Linked DNA regions of Mus musculus: region 2 is linked to region 1. Evidence: chromatin contacts called from public HiChIP or PLAC-seq data. All regions are on one chromosome and are shown on one strand. Each heading gives the region's core, a stretch centred on a gene start, on an enhancer-like site or on the middle of the called end of the contact. The rest is flanking DNA. Distances are from core to core; before and after follow the strand shown. Region 1 holds the start of Grk6 (G protein-coupled receptor kinase 6). Region 2 holds the start of Tmed9 (transmembrane p24 trafficking protein 9).

Region 1 (3,620 bases), core at 993-3,492:
CCTCCTCCTGTAGGCCTCTGGCACTGGGGAAAGGAAGAAATCCAAGTGAGGGTACGCACCCCAAAGATCATCCCACCTAGTGCCAGATGACATACAAGTTAGGCTCTGGGCAGTGGATTCTGAGGCTGAGGGTAACAGTAGAAGAGAATTCAAGCCCAGCTCTCAAATCCAAGTTCCTTACAAGACTAGCGTCTATTAAAAGCCAACTGAGCTGTATCCCAGCACCTGGGAGGCAAAGGTAGATCTCTGAGTTCAAGGCCAGCCTGATCTACATAGCAAGGTCTAAGTAAGCCAAAACTATACATATAGTGAGACCATCTCAAAAACAGAACCTACAAAATAAAGCCAACTGTATGCATATACCACAGGTTTCCCAACTGCTGTGAGGGTCTCTGGTCACTTGGAAAGCTGGCCTCAAGCTGCTAGCTGTTTTGTGCACTGATTCTCACACAAGCAGTCCCTAGGTATAGAAGATTTCGGGGCAATGAGGCTTTCCTTAAAATTTACATGTAAAATAAGGAAACGATAATGTTGAGGGACAGAAAGCAGGTTAAAGGCCATGCAGGTGTGTACAGTGCTGTCACAGCAAGTCCAGGACACAGGACCTCTAGAGGAGGCACTAGTCCTCATTTTGGCCATGATATCCTGGGCCAAGATCCAGTAATGCCGGCTCACCTATGCAAAGGTGCCCACAGGATCTCGCCCAACAAGGCAATACCCTCAGCAGAGCTGAGCCCCAAATTGGCTAGCCCTAGGAAGTGAAGCCTGGCCTTGGCTCTCCTTATCCCTCCTCCCTGGCTGGCTGCATGACGAGGCAGAACAGAATCAGCAGATGCCCCCAGAGGCTGAGAGGAAGGCCCAGCCCCTGAGCTTGATAAGGGACAGGAGATAAGATTGCCTCCCTTGGGCACTAGGGATCCAACCTGCCCATCCCATTTCCAGGTAACACCTCTCTGGGTGTGACATGCACCAAGTAGGCAGAGGACATCAGGGACTGCGGCACACTGGGGACTTGTCTGAGCTACCTATAGACTCTACTGGGTATCTGCCTGACCCTAGGTCAATTACAATCTCTGATCTGAGCTTCAGTTTCACACCTGTAAACTGATATAGAACAGCGAAGCTGAAGGTTCCTTCATCATGGAAACCCAGCAGAAAGTGGAAAGCTGTCACTGTGTCCCTCCCTGGAGTTCCAAAAAGAAAAATCTTGTTGGTGTTTGCCCACCAGCACCCTGGACAGAGTAGGGCACTACAGGTATCTAATGATTATGTCACTCTATGTCGTTTGTCTGGCTCTAGTCATCTAGGACCCATAGAGCCAAATAACATCTGGAGTGAAACCAAGGAAGAGCAACTCCGCACCATATCCATGTGCGCGCACACACTAAGTCGACCAGACTGGCTTTTAGCCCTACAGTCCTTATAGCCCGTTATGCTCGTCTCTCATTTATTTCCCCGGTGCATCTGCCCTAGTAGGTCAAAGGCTTGCTAAATGCCAAAAACGTTACCCATGCACCCGTTTTTAGTGCCCAGAAGCTCCAGGTGAGTGGTGGTTCTGCATGTAATGTGTGTGTCCAGAAGTTTCCCCCTGTCGGTTGGGTTGTCTATACAAAGGCTCGGCTCATTCATTCTCTAATCTTTACCGATTACCAACTTTGTGCCGTTCAGGGCATCTGGGCCTGGGGCACGTGGGGCACCTTCCTGCCTCTCACGTAGAAGAGGCCTCACACGCATTCCTCTGGGGCTCATGTTCCACCTTTTCCCTTCCTTCCCTTTCTTCTTCATCACCCCCAAACCCGACTTGAGGCCCATGGCGCGACCCCCGCCCCTCCTGGGCCCCGGGTTCCGGGGGCAGAAGCGGAGGGCCGGAAGGGCTCATGTCTGCGCTTAAGAGTCCGGGTGCAGACTCCAGGGCACGAGGATAACTGGGGCCCGGACGCCTCATGGAGCTCGGAGGTCGCGCGCCCGCGATCCCCGCGCCCAGGCCTGGCCGCCCGCCTGCCTGGCCTCACCTTCCCGGGCCTTGAGTAGCACCGTGTTCGCTACGATGTTCTCGAGCTCCATGGGCTGCAGCGCCGCCCGGCCCGCCAGGCCGCGCCGCCGGCCGGGACCGCCCACGAGAGCCGGAGCCGATGGCGATCGGCGCGGCTCGGCTCGGCTCGGCTCGGCTCGGCTCGACTGACCGCGCCGCGGCCTCCGGGCCCCACCGGCCTCCGGGCCGCCGCCGCCCGCCGCGTACTCTGCGCCCCTCCCGGTCCACCGGCGCCCGCCCCGCCCCGCCCTCTGTTTACTTGGCTCAGTCAATGGGCGAGCGGACGCTCCCCGCGCCGGACTACTATTGGTCAGCCTCTTTCTCTTGCCCCGCCCACGGAGCCGGGAACTCGCTCCCTGCGGAGAGGGGGAGGGCCCCGTTGCGTCGCCGATTTCTGGTTGGACTGCGGACGGGATTCGGCCCCTAGGTTCGAATTTCTAGGCCTTCGTAGGATGCCGAGCTGCCAATTAGGGCCGAGCCTCTGCCGAGAAATCGGAGGTGGGGCCTCTCGGGAACCACGCCCAGAAGACCCAACATCTGATTGGATTAAAGACGTGTCGACCATCCAGCTTTGCGATCTGATTGGGTGAAAGGATGGGGGCGTGGCTGTGTGTCTGGTGCGCCGACGGGATTTCTAGGGTTTTGTTGGGGACACGCTGTGTCTCCTGCCGGCTATCAGGTAGCTTGGTTAGAATGGGTGTCCTGCCGTCGTCCCTTAGGTCAGCTGCTTCAGAAGGGCGCGCTTCCAAAGCTAGCAGAGGACCGAAGGAAGCTATTGCCTTCCCAGCAGCGCTTGCCTCCAATTCAGCCGCACCCCGCACCCCCGTACCCCGCCCCCGCAGCCGGATGTTGTGATTTCTCCCCTCCCACCCGTCCGGCGCCTTCGGCCTCTGCTGCCTTATAAGGCAGCGCAACCACCCCAAGTCGTTGAGGATGAGTTCACACCCATTGTACAGGTGGGGACCTGAGGCGCTGGATGTTGAGTGGCTGGCTGCACGCGGAGACCGGGAGTGGGGGGACAGGTCCGAATTTTGCATCTCATCAACACAGTGTAGTTCAATCCCCCACTTCCTCATCACCACCCCTTTTCGCACAGCAGGAAACGGAGGCTTGCCCAAACTCGGGAATTAAGGAACAACCGGATTCAACTACATGTTTTTGATCCATATTCATTCATTTTTGAAAAAAAATATATATATACTGCCACTGCTTTTTTTTCCCAGGCACCCAGCCAGGTGCCGGATATAGTGGTAACAGCAAGAAAACCAAACTCTCAGTGCTTACGTGCTAGGCGGGAAGAAAGGTGGTAGCTGTCCTGTAAGTGAGCACATTAATGGGTGGTTTTAGAATGAATGCTACTAAAACAAAGAACTAGAGAGGACGCTTTGTGGTGCCTCGCATGCCCCCCCCCCCCCCGCCCCATGTCATTAAAGGACCAGAGTGGTCACAGGCTATGACTTTTGAGCAAATCAAGAAGCGGCACCACGCCTAAAGTTAAGTTTGGCGAGGACTAAAGCATAAATGTTTCCAGAGTCCTGTGTTCTGAGGTGAGCCAAAAGCAAACCATGGTGACAAAAGGGTGTCAGCT
Region 2 (4,167 bases), core at 137-2,636, 150 kb before region 1:
GGGTCTGACATCAGGCTGGCGAGTAACTGCTCCCCAGGCGGAGCTGGCCTGCCTCTACCTTCCAGGGGCAGCATGACCACCATGTTGCTGTTTTGTTTTGTTTTTAGTTTTTGGGGTTTTTTTTTGGTTTTTCGAGACAGGGTTTCTCTGTGTAGTCCTGGCTGTCCTGGAACTCACTTTGTAGACCAGGCTGGCCTCGAACTCAGAAATCCACCTGTCTCTGCCTCCCAAGTGCTGGGATTAAAGGCCACCACCGCCCGGCTGTTTGTTTGTTTTTATGCCTGTTAATTTTTTTAAGTATTTTTTTTTCTTTATTTGTGTGAATGTTAGCATTGGGTGTCCTGAAACTCACTCTGTTGACCAGGCTGGCCTGGAACTCAGAGAGATCCAACTGTCTCTGCCCTCCAAGTGCTGGGATTAAAGGCATGGGCCAGCTTTAAGAGCATTTGCCTGGCTGCAAATGCTCTTCCTTGATGCTCAGCCATCTCTCCAGGCGCTTGGATGAATGGTGATGTCAAAAATAACTTCCACAACTATTCTGATGGTTAGTGACAACAAAACTATTTTGCCTTTTGTCTTTAAAACATTATTTGTCAAAACTGAAAGGTGTTCTGTTTTGTGAAATTAAGGCCTAAACAACAACTTTAGCATTAGCAACTTTTTGGTATCCATCACTGACTGCAATTAATACACTTATCGCTAGAGTAAGTGAGCTTCCATTTCACAGGCTAGGGAAAGCAGCCGAATTGGGGGAGTCACTCAGAGGTCACTGAGAAGTTGTGAACTGAACCTGTCCAGAAACCGCGGCCCAAGTTCCTAGAGAAGATCCGGTATCTTCCCACAACACCAACTAAAATTCTCGATCGAACAGATAAGGAAACTAACAAAGAAGTACCGGAGCGGGTAAGGGCCAGCTTACCTTGTCCTCGGGGTCTTTTACCTCTACGAACATGCCAAGCCCAGGGGTGGCTGGCTGGTACTCCTCCCGCTGTTTGTCATACAGCTGCGTCCGGTAATTTCCTGGAGACAGGCGGAAAAAGGAAGATGAAATAAGCTCGAAGAGGTGCGGGGTTCGCGGCCAGGCTAGCTACCCGGAACAGGTCGCATCCCCCTCCGCCCCAGGACCACTGACTTGTCCCAAACGCTTCCCTGCGCCCCCGCACCGATGACCATGGTCTCGTCCGGAATCTCCTCAATGAAGCACTTCTTTTCTGTTTCTCCGATGTGGAAATACAGCGCGCTTCCGCGGGCTGCAAGCCACAGCAGTAGCAGGAAGGCCCGCATCCCTCTCCCCAGCAAGAGACCCGGTGAGCTTCCGACAACCCGCACGCCTCGCACCGCAGCCATCTTGCCCCACCTGCCTGCGCAGGCGCAGACTGCCGAGCCACGTAGCCCAGCGGAGGCCACCGCAGTGCCTGCCGGGACTGCGAGTTCCGCCGCATGGACTACAAGTCCCTAGATACACCACGCCTCCGCGCGGCAGTACCTGATTGGGGCTGGTTTCTGCAAGCTGAGGACTGGGGTCTCCAAAATGGAAGGATTTTCTTCGGTTTAGCCAAATAGCGAGATGACTGATAATAGTTGTCAGCCTGCGCAACATATAAGCGGAGGCAAGGTTCGAACCTGTTTCACCCAATAGTAATACAACTCTCCCTCTTGCCCATCCTCTCCCCATCCCTCTTTACTTTTATTTGATTTGACACAGGGTCTTGCTATGTTGCTTTGCCTCACTGGAATTTACAATGCAAACTCCCCCCGGCCTGAAATTTGTAGGGATCTTTCTGACTCTTAAGGTTGGGATATAAGGTGCACACAACACTATGTTCAGCCATCCTACTCTCGGTTACTATTTGCACTGTCTATTCTTTCCCACTCATATCATTACTTTATATTCCAAAATGAACCTCTTAGGGGCAACATGCAATTAGATCATGCCTTTTGAACGCCATCTTGCCAAGTTCTACCTTTTAATTGTAGGGTTTATGCCACTTACATTTAATTTAATCATTAATAAGATTTATAACTATCATTGTGTTGTTTATGTATGTCTTGTGTTTGTTGTTCACCAATACCTTTGTCTGTACTAAGTAGATACATTGTGGCATCTTTTTTTTTTTTTTTCTTGAGACAGTCTAACTATGTAGCCCTGCCTGGCTCTGACCTTGATAGGTAGACCATGTTGGTATCTCTCTAAACTCCACCCCCACAGTTCCTGGCAGAAGCCAAGTATGCTCCGCCCCACAGTTACCTGGCAACAGTCAGGTAGTCCTGGCTCTATAAAAGGGGCTGCTTGGCCCCTCCTCTCTCTCTTACTCTCTTACTCTCTTGCCTCTTTCCCTTTGCTCTTTATTCCCTTCCCCTCTCTCTTCACGTCGCCATGGCCAGCCCCTACTTCTTTACTCTCTCCTTCTCTCTGCCTCTGCTACTCTCTTAACTGCCTTCCCCATGCCCTAAATAAACTATTCTATACTATACCAGTGTGGTCTGGTCCCTCAGGGGGAAGGGATGCCTTGGCATGGGCCCACTAAGGCAACCTCTTCCCCCACACCCCGCCAGAACATATTCTTATAGCTCGCTCTCTTTTTATGATCACAACAGACCAGGCTGTCCTTCTTGATCTTATAGAGCTCTGTCTACCTCTGCCTCCCTAGTGCTGGGATTAAATTAATCTCTTCATGCTTGTAGGGTTGATAAAGGATACACATTCCTCTCTAGGCTTTGGATTGATAGAGATAAGGAAAGCCCACACAGGCAAGAAGAGGGAGTCCCACATTGTAGCTGAGACAAGAATGCATGGAACTTTTACTGAACAGGCTCATAGTGCAGAGAGATTCCAGAGATCAGGAGATCCAGAGGGCAGCACAGAAATGCTGATGAGGAGAAATTGCAGAATAGCTAGATCTCATCTCCCTTCCAGGCCTCTGGGGTATAGGAGGTCTCAATGAAGCACTTGTACAGATTGTAGAGCTCAAACAATTTCCTCTATAATCCATGAGAACCAGCAGCTACAGTGGCAGAAGTGGCCAGTCTGATCTGCCAACGTCATCCCCTATGCTTCCTGCCCTGTGGTCCCATCCATATCAGCTGCCTCTTTAGGGGCAGCAGTGTTAGTACTGCTTCTCATTGCACTTCAGAGATGCTTTCTCAGCCTCACCTTATATAACAACAACAACAACAAACTAAACAAGCAACCAAAAACAGAGTAAAGCAAAAGTTGTTCAGGTTTCTTGCTAATGTGGTAAATGCTTCAGCAGGGAAGAAGTTGTCCTATAGAGTCTGTGTGGCAACTCCCAAACAGGAATTAAAATGGTAGGAACAGGAACAAGTTTGTGGTCTGAACATGGAGGGCTCTAGCTTTGGAGTGGGGGAAAGGGCTTGTGCTAAAGAACTGTAGAAACAGGGCTGGAGAGATGGGTCAGCACTGGCTGCTCTTCCAGAGGGCCTGAGTTCAATTCCCAGAAACTACATGGTAGCTCACATCCATCTGTAATGGGATGCCCTCTTTTGGCACGCAGGTGTGCATGCAGATAGAGCACTCATTTAAAAAAGAAAGAAAGAAAGAAAGAAAGAAAGAAAGAAAGAAAGAAAGAAAGAAAGAAAGGAGTTAATTTTATATCCAGCTACTTCACCGAAGCTGTTTATCAGGTTTAGACGTTCTCTGGTGGAATTTTTAGGGTCACTTATATATACTATCATATCATCTGCAAAAAGTGTTATTTTGACTTCATCTTTTCCAATTTGTATCCCCTTGATCTCCTTTTGTTGTCAAATTGCTCTGGCAAGGACTTCAAGTACAATGTTGAATAGGTAGGGAGAAAGTGGGCAGCCTTGTCTAGTCCCTGATTTTAGTAGGATTGCTTCCAGCTTCTCACCATTTACTTTGATGTTGGCTACTGGTTTGCGGTAGATTGCTTTTATCATGTTTAGGTATGGGCCTTGAATTCCTGATCTTTCCAAGACTTTTATCATGAATGGGTGTTGGATCTTGTCGAATGCTTTTTCCGCATCTAGCGAGATGATTATGTGGTTTTTGTCTTTGAGTTTGTTTATATAATGGATTACGTTGATGGATTTCTGTATATTAAACCATCCCTGCATCCCTGGAATAAAACCTACTTGGTCAGGATGGATGATTGTTTTAACGTGTTCTTGGATTCAGTTAGTGAG

Evidence for each region. HiChIP or PLAC-seq counts read pairs in DNA pulled down with a chosen protein or histone mark.
Region 2: a contact with region 1 is called in an H3K4me3 HiChIP or PLAC-seq map of the SCID.adh cell line, with 20 read pairs. The contact joins the promoter of Tmed9 here to the promoter of Grk6 in region 1. A contact is called at or near these places in 15 of 39 promoter capture datasets (the 3T3-L1 cell line, 3T3-L1-derived adipocytes, the C10 cell line and 8 more), 2 of 484 Hi-C or Micro-C datasets (B cells and embryonic stem cells), 7 of 115 datasets of contacts at active chromatin or transcription factors (the SCID.adh cell line, embryonic stem cells, intestinal villus epithelium and 2 more) and 3 of 9 other capture datasets (adipose tissue, liver and pancreatic islet).

What each region holds. Positions count from the first base shown.
Region 1 is chr13:55,443,953-55,447,572 of GRCm38.p6, reverse strand. It overlaps Grk6 (G protein-coupled receptor kinase 6), which reads right to left and starts at 2,242. Exons shown (of 16, transcript NM_001112711.2): 1 at 2,013-2,242. The coding sequence starts at 2,064.
Region 2 is chr13:55,590,354-55,594,520 of GRCm38.p6, reverse strand. It overlaps Tmed9 (transmembrane p24 trafficking protein 9), which reads right to left and starts at 1,386. Exons shown (of 5, transcript NM_026211.3): 1 at 1,164-1,386; 2 at 920-1,020. The coding sequence starts at 1,347.